3 separate regions of the Zea mays genome follow, and all the other regions are linked to region 3. The links are chromatin contacts, called in public Hi-C maps. All regions are on one chromosome and are shown on one strand. The core of a region is the stretch at or near the end of the contact, and the rest is flanking DNA. Distances in the headings are between cores, read along the strand shown.

Region 1 (4,758 bases), core at 59-2,558, 81 kb after region 3:
GGATGTAATTTTACGTGGGCTGCGTCCCGCGTCTATAAATAGATGAACAGTACTCCCGTACTGTTCACGCTGACTTGGCATTTGCTTTTGGCATCACGCTCGTACTTTTCACCTTCTCTCAGGACCGAAGGTACATTTGTAATTTGGAATCATTTCTGTTTTTCCATGTTAATAAAATAGAAATGATTCTATGGTGATGCTTATATCATATTTCATGCTTTATGTGAGTCCTTCGTCATTACTTGTTATGTTTACGAAGGTATGTCTCTCATGACCTTCGTCCGAGACTCATTATTTCCCGAAGGAACATAATGCTTCGAAGGACGAAGGATTTTAACACTTAACACTTTTTATGTTGCCTTGTTCTTAACTCTTAGCACTTGAGAACAAGTCCCCAACAATGTGTATGTCTTTATGATTTGTGTATAAAAATCTGTGATTTGTGGTGCTTAATTAAATGTATATTATTATTAACAACAACTGTAACAAGGGCGACTTTCTGTTGGTTGCTAAATATATAGTATGACGACTTACGGTTGGTTGCTAAATCTGTACTACAGCAACCCACGGTTGGTCGCTAAAAATACAATATTAGCAACGGACGGTCGGTCGCTAAAAAGATGTCGGTCGCTAAAGCCTTTAGCGACGGCACCTACAGCGACCATCCTTATGGGTCGCTAAAGGTTTTTAGCGACCAACCGTAGGTCGCTAAAAGCCGCTTTAGCAACCAACCGTAGGTCGCTGTAAGTGAACCGTCGTGTAGTGTGTCTTTGTTTCTTTGTGTGCCTTCGTCTGAGATGTTGATATTCCCGATCACCTCTTTCTCTCCATCTAAATGCACGTTGCATCCTTTGAACTATACTTATAATATTAGTTCAAATGGTTATATGGATAATCAAAAATCAAAACTTAACCATTAGGTGTCGGTCTTTTTTTTTTGACAAACTGGATGATCCGCTGTATGTGCAGTACTCACCGGATCATCCGACGCTTGCTGACGCATGGGGACCAAAAACCATTGGACAGTGGCGGATGATTCGTAAGCATTCTATCTTCATCACCCAGATTAGGCCTTGTTCGGTTACATCGGATTGTACCCGGAATCGTTCCGGCTAATCAAAGTTTATATAAATTAGAGAAGCAATCCGGCTCGGAATCGTTCCGACCCACCAATCCGACACAAACGAACAAGGCCTTACTGTGCCTGGATGCCGGCCCCACCCGGCCGTCAGTCGGCAGTAGTGGCCGAGGCGAGGATCCGTTAGTCGCTGACACGCCAGTGCCTATGATTGGCTTCTCCGGCCGGTGTACCTGTGAGAAAAAGGTAGTGCGGCAAGGTGCCGCCCGCGCGACACATCGCGCCACATGGGGATAGTGCAAGGTCCAGGCGGAAAGCACCAGCAACAGCAACCAGTCCAGCGAGCGCCGAGCAACCACCGCACGACGACGACGAGGGCAAGACGGCCAGCTGCAGGCTCCGGCGCGAGACGGAGTCCAGACGAGATGCAACATGCAAGCGAGGAGTGACGTGGCCCTGCTGCATGCGCTCCCGGCCGCCATGATCGTACCGTGGCGTGGAAAGCGAACGACCATGGTAGTTGGTTCTTGGCCGCCGACAACGGACTGGTCGTGTGCGTCAGCGACTCAGCGTGCTTGATCTTCTGTACGTACCGGTACCGCACACACGTACTGTCGCTGAAAACCCGATCGAAGAACGTGTGCGACGAAATAAACTAGCCGCTCGAAGAAAGCACGTACGTACGCGATACACGGGCACCGTAGTGCCAAGCTCTACTGCTTTTCTGATGGTTGAGTCCGTAACAGTAGTGGCGCCTCTCTTCCTCCGCGGTCCGGTACTTAATAATCAGCGGTCGTTTTCCGACCCTTGCATGCATCAGAACTGCACATGCATGTAATTCGATCGATTATTCATCGCTTGCGTGGTGGTGAAACTACTAAAGCGCTTTTTTTTTCTTTTTTGCGAGGAAAAAAGCGCTTTATTTGTTGAGCTCCCGAGTCGGTCTGACGTGTTTTCGTTGCGTTTCGACATGCATGCCAACTTGGACGGTGGGAGAAACGAAACTGGGCAACTAAAAGCTCTTTTTGCTGGTTTACATATATCCAAGGTCGGCACACTTGTGCCAGGGAATTGTCTTATGTTACGACGACATTTTTTATGACTTTATTTGTACTCTCTCTATTCTAATTTATAATTCGTTTGATTTTTTTACCTAGTTTAATTAGCTCGACTTATTCAAAATTCTAGTGAAATACTGAAAATTCAAAGCCAAAATTAAAATATATTATATGGTAAACAATATCACAGTAAAAATTTATAATAATTGTAAAAAAGTTTAAATAAGATGTGGTTAAACTTAAATTTAAAAAAGTCAAACGAAATATAAATTGAAACGCCAGAATATTTTTTAGGTATGACCGCTTCCTTTATTTTACCACGTGCCGGACTTTCCACTTTCTTCCATGAAGTGGGCGGCGGACTTCTGATTTTCTTTGTTAACGGGTTTCATGATAAAGGGACTTTATATATACACACACACGCGCGTTTTGATTTGAATCATGGCATTTATCACATACAACACCTCTTTACCACCACACCACTATATACTCATTTATGACTATATATAAATAAATGTATATAATATCGTTTTTAGTTAATAATTCGTAATATTGTATCGAATATTTTGACCACAGTAAATGATCTCAATTGAAGGAGATATTAATTGCAAAGATTTGAATCTTATCAAGCACTTCAACTAATCTCAAAATATGAGAAACTAGAATAAATATTTAAGACTATAAGCAACTTGAGACAAAAAAAAAACTTACTGACTATAAACTTATGGATTCGATTGATCATTACAACTTTTGATATTAACCAGTGAACATTTAATGTCGTTTAAAATTTTTAGACTTTAAAATTCAAGAACTTAAGTTAAAGACTATGGACTCTAATAACTAACTTTAAGTTAGAAACTTGCGAACTATAAAATTATAGAATGTATTGAGAACTGTAACTTTGTAATAAATCGTGTTAGCATGGAAGGTTATTTGAATATTTTAAATTTAAATCTAAGAACCTAAAACAAATTTTTAGGGCCCCAAATAATTTTTAATAAGAAACTTATTGACTATAAAGTTTCTTTTAGTTATTCGCTGGAGAAATTATATATTGAAGTCAATCCAAGGCAAGTGTTCGGATCTAATATTCAGGTGGTCGTGCATTGTTATGTCGACCTTCCACCTAGGGACCCTCCAAGTGTGTGCTTGATGCATGACTGGTCACCTTCCATTGTCATGTATTTCTCTAGCTCCCTAGGGGTCGGAAAACCTTCGTCATTTTGTACGGGTGGTGACATACTATGACTATGGTGTGTTGCAGGTGGGGTGTAGTGTCACTGAGGTGAGTAGGAAAATTGTGCCTAACGCGCATCAATCTGTTTGTGTATGCATATCCGGACTATCAGATCGTGTGGGGTGCTGTTTGGGAGCGGTGTGTCAGGCTCGACGTACATTCGGATAGTTCGACGAAAGATGTCGGATGGTTCGGGAGGTGTTCGGACAGACCGAGGTCGTACATCCAGAACCGGTTGTGTGTTGCATACGAGTGGTGGTGGTATATTGCGACTTTGATGTACCTCAGGTGGGAGATAGTAGTGCTGCCGAGGTGGGTAGAAAAACTGTGTATTTTGTGCAGCACCTTGTCCTGCGTAGATGTAACTGGATGGTCCAGCTGGGTGGCTAGACGATCCGGCATGATGTCAAGCAGTCCGCCACGGGCCCGGATGGCCCGAGACTATATCCGGACTATTCGATTGGCACCGCCTGCGTCATGTGGTGGACTTGGCGCTGCACCGAACAGTCCGACATATGAAGCCTGACGATCTGCAAGAGGGCCAGATGGTCTGATATTGTACACGGATTGTCCAGCCGTACTCAGCGTCGACCTGTCCTACAGTGCATGCGGTGGCAACGGTTGCCCCTAATTGTCGGCGTTTCGAGACCGGGGGGTCCCTAAGCCGACGAGTGAGTGTGCCGCGTGCCCCAGCCCAGATGGGTCGAGCGCGTGGGCGAGCGCGAAGGGGGGAAAGGAGCGAGGAGGCCGGAGTCCGGCGAGAGAGAGGTGGGAATCCCGCGGCCTTCGTGTTCGTCCCGCGCCCAGGTCGGGTGCGCTTGCAGTAGGGGGTTACAAGCGTCCACGCGGGTGAGGGAAGCGAGCGGCCCCAAGAGAGCGCCTGTCCCCGTCCTCGTCCCCGCGCGGCCAACCTTCTCTAAGAAGGCCCTGGTCCTTCCTTTTATAGGCGTAAGGAGAGGATCCAGGTGTACAATGGGGGTGTAGCAGAGTGCTACGTGTCTAGCAGGGGGGAGAGCTAGTGCCCTAAGTACATGCCAATGTGGCAGCCGGAGAGATCTTGGCACCCTGCTGGCGTGATGTCGTGGCTGTCGGAGGAGCGACGGAGCCTGGCGGAGGGACAGCTGTTGGAACGGTTGTGTCCTTGCTGACGTCGCCCTGCTTCCGTAAGAGAGCTGAGAGCCGCCGTCGTCACGGGGCTAGCGGGGCGCCATCATTGCCTATCTGGCGGAGCTAGCCAGATGGGACACCGGTCTTGTTCTCTGCGGCCCGAGTCGGCTCGGGGTAGGGTGATGATGGCGCTTCCTGTCGACGTGGCTGGCCTGTGCCCTAGGTTGGGCGACGTGGAGGCTCCTCCGAAGCCGGGGTCGAGTCTGTCTTCCATGGCC
Region 2 (4,830 bases), core at 1,104-3,603, 100 kb before region 3:
GGGACGTCAGCTATTTGACTGGACCAATAGTGTGTAAACGGAAAATGAACGCCGCTGCTTTTCTGTCAAACTTAAGTCCCCTTTGAGTTCATCATGGGATCTGTTTTATTTTTCACTATGCTCCTTCAGTTATGTGAATCATTGTTCTTTTTTTTTTCTGGGGGGGGGATAATAAAGTTATGGTGTTTGCATTATGAATGCATGTTACCATGATTTTAGGATTTCATAGAGTTTTAAAACTTCGCTGCCGTTGAAATACTAAAATAGATGCTCCTCCACATGATACTTATCTTTTCTGCTCTTACGATATTCTCCTCCTTTTTGGTTGTTGATTCATTGTATATGATGCAGCTTACTTTTCATATTGAACCTGTACTCTTGTAGTGACTTATCTTCACTGCATATCCCTAGCTTGTAGTTTCTACTGGTTTGATTGTTCAGTCCTGTTCTCAGGTGTTAGCTGTTGTTTATGCCATCATGACGACAAGAAATGAGGATCTAACTTGGCAAATGAGGGCAATACGAGTGCTACCTATGTTCATTCTTCCTGCTGTATCCTCTGTCATATATTCAACAGTTGTTAACTTCACAAGGATGTGTAAGTACTCAGAAAGCCCTGTTAGGAAACACTGTTTCTAATATAACTTGTAGAATATACCAGGTTTTGAATTTTCATTTATTTTTGCAGTTTTATAAGAGATTCTATATTTTCCTTTTGTTTTCTCACCTATAAAATCTGCATGATCTGTAGTAGAAATTATGATGGGTATTTTATTCAGAGTTAGCATTATGTGGCTCACGAATCTGTTGTTTATAACACAAAGCTTGTATTTTGTTTTGAATGTTGCTCAATTTCTCCTTGTCAACATTTTGAAACTTATCTGTTGTCAAACTGGGAATTTCGTCAGTACAGATCATGAGAAAGTAGATTGATGTCCCAGTTATGCTGACGATTCACATTTTTTCCTCCCAAAACAACCTTAAAACCTGACTTAAAACTAGCTTAATGAGAAATCTGAAAACAAGCTTAAGAAGAACTGTTCTTGTGCTATAATACCTACTTGGTTAAAATACTTGGTCTTGGTCATACCCCTCGTTCCCCTGGGTGTATTGCATGGCTATCTGCACTGTATACTTGTGGCAACTTCTGTATGTGTCCGCAAAACGATCTTGAAATGCTGTTTGTTTGTTTGCTCCTATCCATGTCTGTTTCCAGTTGAGCAGAAAGACCAGAAGACCCTTGAAAAATTGAGGGCTGAGAGGAAAGCCAAGATTGATGAGCTTAAAGAGAGAACAAATTATTATCTAACACAGCAGCTTATTCAGGTAAGTGGACAAATTGCCATTACTCAATCAACATAAATTCACTAGTTGCTAGTATCAAATTTTACCATGTCTCTTGCCACACTAATTCTGAACTGTGGTATGTACTATTAATCATGCATGTGCAGAAATATGATCTTGATCCAGCCGCAAAGGCTGCAGCAGCTTCTGTTTTGGCATCTAAGCTTGGGGAGGAGACTGGCTTAAAAGTTCATGTTGGAGAAGAACCAAAGCTGGATGCTGCAGTGGCCAGAAGCAATGATGTTGAGATAGTACCTTCAGATGGTTTGAGAAACAGGAAGCAACCCAGTGCAAGAGGAAGCAGGACTGGGAGCCCCACTTCTCATACCCCAGCACAGGGAACTGAAACTAATCTACCTCCTGCTCCTGCTAGTGCTGGCCTGGAAACTGCACCAGCTCCAGTGGTGGTAGAGCATCATCAAGGTTCAGGGGCTAGTGATGGTGGTGGATGGATTGCAAAGATTGCTGCCTTACTTGTGGGGGAGGACCCATCACAGTCGTATGCTTTGATATGTGGCAGCTGCCATATGCATAACGGTGTGTATTATAGATCAAGCTCTTTTGATATTTTTCACATACCATACCTAAATATCGGATGCATTACCTAATATACCAATTTTTGCAGGCTTGGCCCGAAAGGAAGATTACCCACATGTTACTTACTACTGCCCGCATTGTCATGCATTAAACACATCAAAACAGTCCATGGGGCAATACTCAGGCTCCAACTCAGGCCGGTCGACCCCTGTTGTTCTGGCTGATGGATTATCTACTTCCAGTTCAGTACAAGAGACTGAATTGAGTAACCTGACGACATTGCAGGAGCTACCCGAGGAAGGAAAGACAGACAAGCAACAAGTGGAGGCAAGTTGATGGTTCTTATGACTTGTACTGTTGATGTGTGTGGAACTAGTTTATCTTTAGACTTATATCGTCATGTGTTCAACTGGTGGAGCCACAAATTTAGCACTGTTGTAAATTGGAAATAGTGAGTGATATGATCCTCGGAAGCATAGCACGCAAAAACAAGAAATGGGACATGGTGTACATCCTTGAGTGGATGATTTTTTGTTGTCATATAGAGCGCGAAGTCTTCTTCCTGCGAGACAAAAAGCTATATGACGTTCAGACAAGATGGTGGTGCAGGATATAACATAAGATCATTGCTTGTTCAGAGAACAGCGACATGTAGAATTTTTTGCGTTTGTCTTGACCTTCGGTCTTTTCTTTGTTGTTTGTTACATTACCACCTTACAGCATTTCGTACACAGTTTCCTTATGATGTTGAAACCGTACTTTTCATTTGGCGTTGCTTGATGTGTTCTTTGTTTTTTACCGCACCTTTCTATTTGCTCGCAAACTAATGCAGCGCAAATAGAAACGGCTTCTCCACTTTCTCCAAAACTAGAAAGTAAAAGAATACATTTTCCACTTTGCCTTAAAGGCATGTACAATCTAGGTACTATATTGTGGTTTTTCAAACAATAGGTACACCTTAGCATATAACTCAATATATTTAAGTCTTAGAATCCTTCGAGATACAACTCATTTATATAGGTTATATATGTAGAACCGGATCTAGACTTAAAGAACCGTACTAAAGACGTTTCTTCACTTGTTATATTTTTTGCACTTAGCCTTGATACTTCTTAAGATACAAGACATCTATGTGGGTTGTAAATGCCTTAACGTGTCACTCAGTCGAGCCCAACTTGCCCTAGAGCGCTATAAAACATGCATATGCATTATGTGGCTCTTGGTGCACATCATTAATTCTAGGTTTACCATATCTGGATATTCAGCAGAAATTTTCATGACCAATCTATGTGCATTTGTATAACAGTATGGATTTAGGGAGTACTCCATCCATTTTAAATTATAATTGTTTGCATCCAGTAAAGACTACAATATACGAAAAATAAACCAATACTTATTTGACAATTGAATTTTATTGAACGGACAATATTTGCTAGTGTTTTATATAGTTTAAAGGAGGTAACGTGAAATTGGACGAAGGCAAATTGAGGATCAAGAAGATCAACACTTCAAGCAAGACCTAAGAAGATTCATGAAAAACCTATAAATGTCATGCGATAGTCTAAGTCACAAGATGGAAGGAGCATGTACGAAGCAACAAAGAAAAACAAGCTATTCAGCAACAATATGTTTAGTGACACACCGAACAAAACACTAGATATGAATTACACTGCAGCAAAGAAAGAGCTACAGAGATAGATTGCACTCGACACACATGTATGCACGTGGGGCACTGGATATGGTACTCAGTATGATATATATAAGACACTGGATCTACGTGTTTGAGATATTCAGAAAGAGCTACAGAGATAGATTGCACTAGATCTATATGTTTGAGATATTCATAAGACACTAGGCATGTACGATATACGGGTGGATACCCTACCGAATAGGATACCCAGAGAGGTTGCACACCAACCCAAGAAGAACTACAATGCATCGGACTTGTACAGTGTAGTATCGGTCAAAGTACCATATGCCCTTACTCAAACAGTCGACAACGACTAATTCCAATAGCTAGTTGACGTCGACAGACATCAACATATCCAGTGACTGCATCGAAGTGTCTAGTAAGTATGTAGAAATTTTGTATTGCTTTCAATGGCTAGTTTGGACCTACAACGCTATATTATCTCAAGTTCTCAACCGGTCATTTTAGGTGTGTGGAAGTTAAGAAACGTTGCTAGAGAGTTAATACTCTATTCCTATAGCTCTAGACACACAAGTACTTAAATATAACTCGGTGATTAGCATAAGTGCTTTTATGAAGTGCTTAGATTAGTTAAACCACTGTATTAGCGTTTCCTCTAGGTTTTGCCTAGTGACTAAAAGTGAGGAATATATGTCTCAAACCCTTGATGCTTGCACACACTAATGTACCTCTTGAGGCTTGTGTGCGTCATTAGTATTTCAACTTAGAAAAGGAGGATAAAAATTATATAATGATGGTATGAGTTTGGACATAAGCAAACATGGATTTATTCATGCCCTCCCCAATGACAGGTGAAAGTTGCCTAGGGGGGGGGTGAATAGGCGGAATCTGAAATTTATAACTTTAAACACAATCTACAAGCCGGGGTTAGCGTTAGAAATAAAATCGAGTCCGAAAGAGAGGGGAAAACAAATCAACCAAAGAAATAGAGCGGATGACACGGTGATTTGTTTTACCGAGGTTCGGTTCTAAAGAACCTAGTCCCCGTTGAGGTGGTCACAAAGACCGGGTCTCTTTCAACCCTTTCCCTCTCTCAAACGATCACCTAGACCGAGTGAGCTTTCTCCTTAATCAAACGGGTCACTTAGACCCCTCACAAGGACCACCACAACTTGGTGTCTTTTGCTTTGATTACAAGTGTCTTGAGAATAAGAATGAGGAAGAAGAAAGCGATCCAAGAACAAGAGCTCAAAGAACACGAGCAAAACACTCTCTCTAGTCACTATTTGTTTGGAGTG
Region 3 (4,915 bases), core at 2,343-4,842:
GTGAACAGTATGTTTATAATTACTCGGTCACCCTTTAAGTAACCTACGAACCTGCAGAGAGAAACCCATTGTGTTTGGCGTTAGCAGGCATAGAAGAGGAACATCTCATCTCAGTCTGAACAGGAGGATTGGTACCCCATGATGACGGCTCAGCCATTTTATCCTGAAGAGACAACCTTAATCAGAGCAATAGAAATGAACTCATAGATACTACTTGTAAAATTATAAGGTTGCATCATGTACATTTCTCAGCCCAACTGCATTTAGATGTATCACATTATAAATTTATAATGCATCTTCCGGTTTGGGTTTCTATGGAGAAAGTTAAATCACATCGAGCAGATGCTACAGGAGTATTAAATGTTAAGTTCATTTCATCATTTCCACAAACACGAAAACATGTGTATATGCATGGAACCATGGACTGTGGTGCATTCCAAAAAGTATTTGATATAACAAAGAAGTCCAAATTTAATTTTTATCAGGAGTTAGAACAGTAGATTCTTCAAGTAGAGTATACTGGTGCTAACAAGAGGTAACAATGTTAAAACTAAATGATGAGTACCTTTCTATCTTTTATCTTTTTTCCAAGATAATGTTCTTCAGGTTTCCGTCGTCTTGTAGCTTCTTTTCTCTACAGGCAATGACATTGAAAACGAGAGAGACATGATGAACAAACTACCTCAGAAAATCACTATCTAATCGTTATTAACAACAAGAATGAAAAACAAACACTATTTGGTTATTGCATTCCATTGGAAAGCATCAAGTATGATACATACAACTAACTATTACTCAAGGCAAAAAGATGGATCAACAGGCCGATGTTTTGCTTGCCATCTACAACAAACTAAAAATATTTTCTACTTTCTTGACACTACAAAAAGAGACATGGAATTATTATTATTATTATTTGTTGCATTGACAGTGTCAGTTTTCTATAGTTGAATTGAATGGTGTTCACTGATCGATCAAATCAAATTTGCCATCTTAGTACTAACTGAAAAACGTAAATAAAATAATCACAAGCTTTCCAAGCGGTATACAGACTCTGAACTCACAACATGTAACAAGAGCAGACCAACTTTAGGCTGTAAAACTTATTGTTAGTAATGTCAAAACAGAGACTTTGTTCTCGAACATACAGGAGAAAAGCAGAAACTTCTCAGTCTTATGTTGTTCTACTACACACTAGACAAATACAAAGGCAATTCTATGGGGCAACAGATCAAAGGGATACTTAGGAGTTAGGACTAGCTCAGATCACACTAACTTTAACGTTCATAATAGACCATTATAGTATTTTTATAGTTGTGGACAAATAAGTGTATCTTGAGCATGATCTACTTTCACATACGCTGCACTGGTTTAGTGGAATTATGGTGACATCATCTTGACAAGTCACACAATAATAAACTACTGTTAGTCTCCATCCATAAGCTGATGTGGGACCACATCTTCCTTTCAAATGAAGAATCTAGAGCTGATAAACACATTGCATGGCTTTAGTATCTATCGGAGTTCAGGTTTATGTAATTTTAGCTACCTGTGAAGTTTTTGGTTGAAATGTGAATTGAATATAACAGATGAGGGAATGGCATTCTGACACTGTAATAAATCAAAGAAATCAGAGACTAACCGCTGCCATCCATTGGCATCTCATGGCAACATCTCTTACTGTCTTGTCTGGTAACGTGGCTGCTATCTTTATGTACTTCATGATTCCTGGTTCATTTGCATACCTGAAAATTTCATTAGCCAGAGCACCAAAGTGATAAACTATTAGGAACGAACTAATGGGTAAAAGCTTCAAATATAAGATGGACAAAAATATCATAGTTCTTTTTATTGGACCAAGTATAAGTAAAAGGCATGAATGTGAAAAAACACCTATAGCAAGAGAACAGGGATCCAGTATTTCCAACAAATTGTGCATATAACAATTACTTATAGAAATAAAAAGTGATCCTTTCATCATAGAACAGGTGTATTCTGACTAAAATCAATTACAAACATCACAACACTCAGCATTATGAAACCATAAACTACCTCCATCCTGAATATAATGGATTTTCAGTTGGCTTAAGACAAACCATCCTAATTTTGACCAAATTTGTAGAAAAGAACAATAATATTTACAAGATCAAATGAACTTTATTATATATATTATGGTGTGCGAAAGGGTCTCTAGCCTAGTGGTTAAGGGTTTCCGAGTAGAACCTTCAAGTCTTGGGTTCGTTTCCCCTTGGGGGCAAATTTTCTAGTTTGGTTTAAAAAATCTCCTCGCTGTGTTCTATCCGCTCTCGGGTTACGATGTCCTGTGCGCCACCCTCTGGTTAGGCCGTTGCAGAGTGGACAGTTAACGTCGACCCGTTAGTGATGGGGGCCAGGGTTCAGGGATTTTTTCTCGGCCACGACCATTGTTTCGGTCTCTTCTTAATATAATACCAGGAGGAAGGTCATTCCCTCCCCGGTCGATTTTTTTTAAAAAAAAATCATTGGTGTCGTAGTCTCTAGATATTATTGCTCAGCTCTACAAACTTGGTCAAACTTAGGATTGTTTGACTTAAGACAACTGAATATCCATTATATTCCAGGACCGAGGGAGTGGTTATTTAGGCAGCACAAAATCTTGGCAGTTTGACCTCAACTTCAATGCATGGTCATGATCAAATTGTTAAGGAACTGAATAGTAAATATAGGATAAAAAGTCACATTATTAAGGTGAGATGAAAATAGCTACTTAATTCAGTTTTTTTTTCAACATTTATATGGCAGTATATCTTACAGTTCCATATATCTTACGTAATATTTGCAACAAAACTTTCCTCATCTTGGAAGAAAGTTAATTCAGAATAAATGGCAGTATATCTTACTTGTTGAGGCCATCATTCAACAATTGCAGCTCCGGATAGGACCACTCCACAGCCAACGGTGCAGTATACTTGAGGTTCTGGCAAGAAAACTCAGCACTCATGTTTGGTGAACCAGTGGATACAATCGTTGAAGTTGTAGTGTTCAACATCGCCATATTGCCATTCATTCCACTGGAAGTGTCTAGACAAACTGGTATGGCTCCTGATACACTAGTAACTGAACTCGTCTGAAATGAAACCACATGTTGGTTGCAGAATGAATGTGGAAATACCCCGTAGTGATTAGGATCTGTTGACATCTGCATGCCAGAAGTAATTTTGCTCTCCCACTTCGCCCTCACGAACACGTCATCAGGCTTCACAGGACACTTATAAGTTGTCAAGCCCTCTTGAAACTTTCTTCCAAGATGAGGAAAGTTTTGTTGCAAATATTACAGTTCCATTGTCAGAGAACCCAGATAAGCTCGGCAACCAGGGCTCCATAAACTCATCAAAGTAACCATGGATGTCATCCAAACTATGATGGTAATTTGCAAAGCTTGACTGAACAAATCTTTCTTCAAACAAAAGTACTCAGTTCTGAGAGACTTCCACATTAGACATGAAACAAGAAACATTGGTGAATCTGGTCCTCGGGAACAATAAAAAAGAGCTAGAGAATTTTTTATCAAACACGTAGAAGAGCTAAATATCATTATATTAAGAACTACAGATTCGACAGCTCACAAAGTAGTAAAATAATCACAATGCAATCCAATTCAAAATAAACTTCCAGCTGGTGAGCGAGAACCAACTTTTCAAAGAGAAGAACCAGTAATCACTTCACAAGAAGAAGAATACCATCCAATGCACAGTCAGTTTGTTTTTTATTGCAGTCAAATGTCCTCAATAACTAGGTACTCACATGGGTCTTACAAGAAGTGGCTAACCAAAGCTGGCACAACTAGATGGACTATCATTAGCACTTACATATACGAAAAAATAATTCAACCATGTCAGCAGCAGAACACTATAGTACACAGAGCAAGAGTCTTACATTCAGTACAAGTTAATTATATCAAAAGCACATCATAGAGACATAGATGAATTTACAAACACGAGTGCATGTTTCTGTTTGTAAAGATAGTACTAACATCATGGTAGGACGTAGGAGCGAGTTGTGGGACTTCTCAGGGGAATTGAACATGAGATTTTTCACCGCAACAAAGCACCAAAACTGAAACGAACTATCCAAAGTTGACGACACAAGGTTTTAATCATGCCTTCAGTCTTGACAAATCGAAGAGGAGATTAGCAAAATAACCTTTTGAAAACTAGCCTTCTCTAGGGACTGTACAATACCAACAGAAGCTAACAAGAAGGCAGAGAGTCCAAACCCTCCAGCACCTTCGGTGGACACTGGACACAGACACCTCAAGATGGAGACCGCTGCAGACAATAGATCGAACTGGTCGTACACTAGAGAAGCAGCACGGGAAGACTCGAACGAAAAGGAAGAAACCAAATCAAGCAACGATGATTACACGAAAGACGGTGGCCCCCAGGCGCTATCCGTGAGGAGCTCGCTTTCCACATCGAATTCCACGGCAGCCCGAGCGACCGCCAAGCTCCCTTCGTTCCACTAGGTCACGCAAACGAACGGAAAAAAAAAGCACTAACGCACGAGCGCAGCGGCCCGGCCGCCGGCCGGCACCAAATCGGGGTGTTTTCCGGATCACGCTACCGAACTCCATGAGCCCAGTAAATCAAGAAACGCACCTGTGCCGGAGCCGCAGCGCAGCAGCGGCAGAAGACGCAAGGGTGCAGGGGGGCGCAGCAGCTATAGCGATCGATCCTGCCGTGAATGGAGTGTGAGGTGGTGGTCTCTTCTTCGCCGTGCCGTGTGCTTGGTTGGCCTTCTTTAAATGGTGGTGCCGTCCGGCTTTGTGCGCTCCAATGGAAAAGGCAGGCAGGGTGCGGGGGAGAGGAGGGGAGAGCGCAACTAAAAAGCGGCGGCCCCGCCGACCCCAAAGGCGAGACGTTGCTCGTTTATATGCGCC

What was found. Hi-C and Micro-C count contacts between places; a contact is called where the count stands out from the background.
Region 1: a contact with region 3 is called in a Hi-C map of endosperm, with 4 times the contacts expected there. The contact joins the enhancer-like site here to the promoter of LOC100276256 in region 3. A contact is called at or near these places in 2 of 25 Hi-C or Micro-C datasets (endosperm and leaf).
Region 2: a contact with region 3 is called in a Hi-C map of endosperm, with 4 times the contacts expected there. The contact joins the enhancer-like site here to the promoter of LOC100276256 in region 3. A contact is called at or near these places in 4 of 25 Hi-C or Micro-C datasets (ear, endosperm, leaf and 1 more).

What each region holds. Positions count from the first base shown.
Region 1 is chr4:149,369,028-149,373,785 of Zm-B73-REFERENCE-NAM-5.0, forward strand. No RefSeq gene overlaps it. Among protein-coding and RNA genes, the nearest start is that of LOC103653812, 12 kb to the left of the region's middle. Within about 2 kb of position 1,309, at least 15 of the 20 cell types and tissues checked have an H3K27ac peak or open chromatin away from gene starts, as enhancers often do. A contact at or near this core is called in endosperm, where this site is marked.
Region 2 is chr4:149,184,713-149,189,542 of Zm-B73-REFERENCE-NAM-5.0, forward strand. LOC100276301 reads left to right here. Exons shown (of 5, transcript NM_001374050.1): 2 at 454-598; 3 at 1,217-1,326; 4 at 1,452-1,881; 5 at 1,970-2,658. The coding sequence ends at 2,217. Among protein-coding and RNA genes, the nearest start is that of LOC100276301, 11 kb to the left of the region's middle. Within about 2 kb of position 2,354, at least 3 of the 20 cell types and tissues checked have an H3K27ac peak or open chromatin away from gene starts, as enhancers often do. A contact at or near this core is called in endosperm, where this site is marked.
Region 3 is chr4:149,285,664-149,290,578 of Zm-B73-REFERENCE-NAM-5.0, forward strand. It overlaps LOC100276256, which reads right to left and starts at 3,593. Exons shown (of 8, transcript NM_001150088.1): 1 at 2,877-3,593; 2 at 1,640-1,742; 3 at 566-634; 4 at 52-163. The coding sequence starts at 3,181.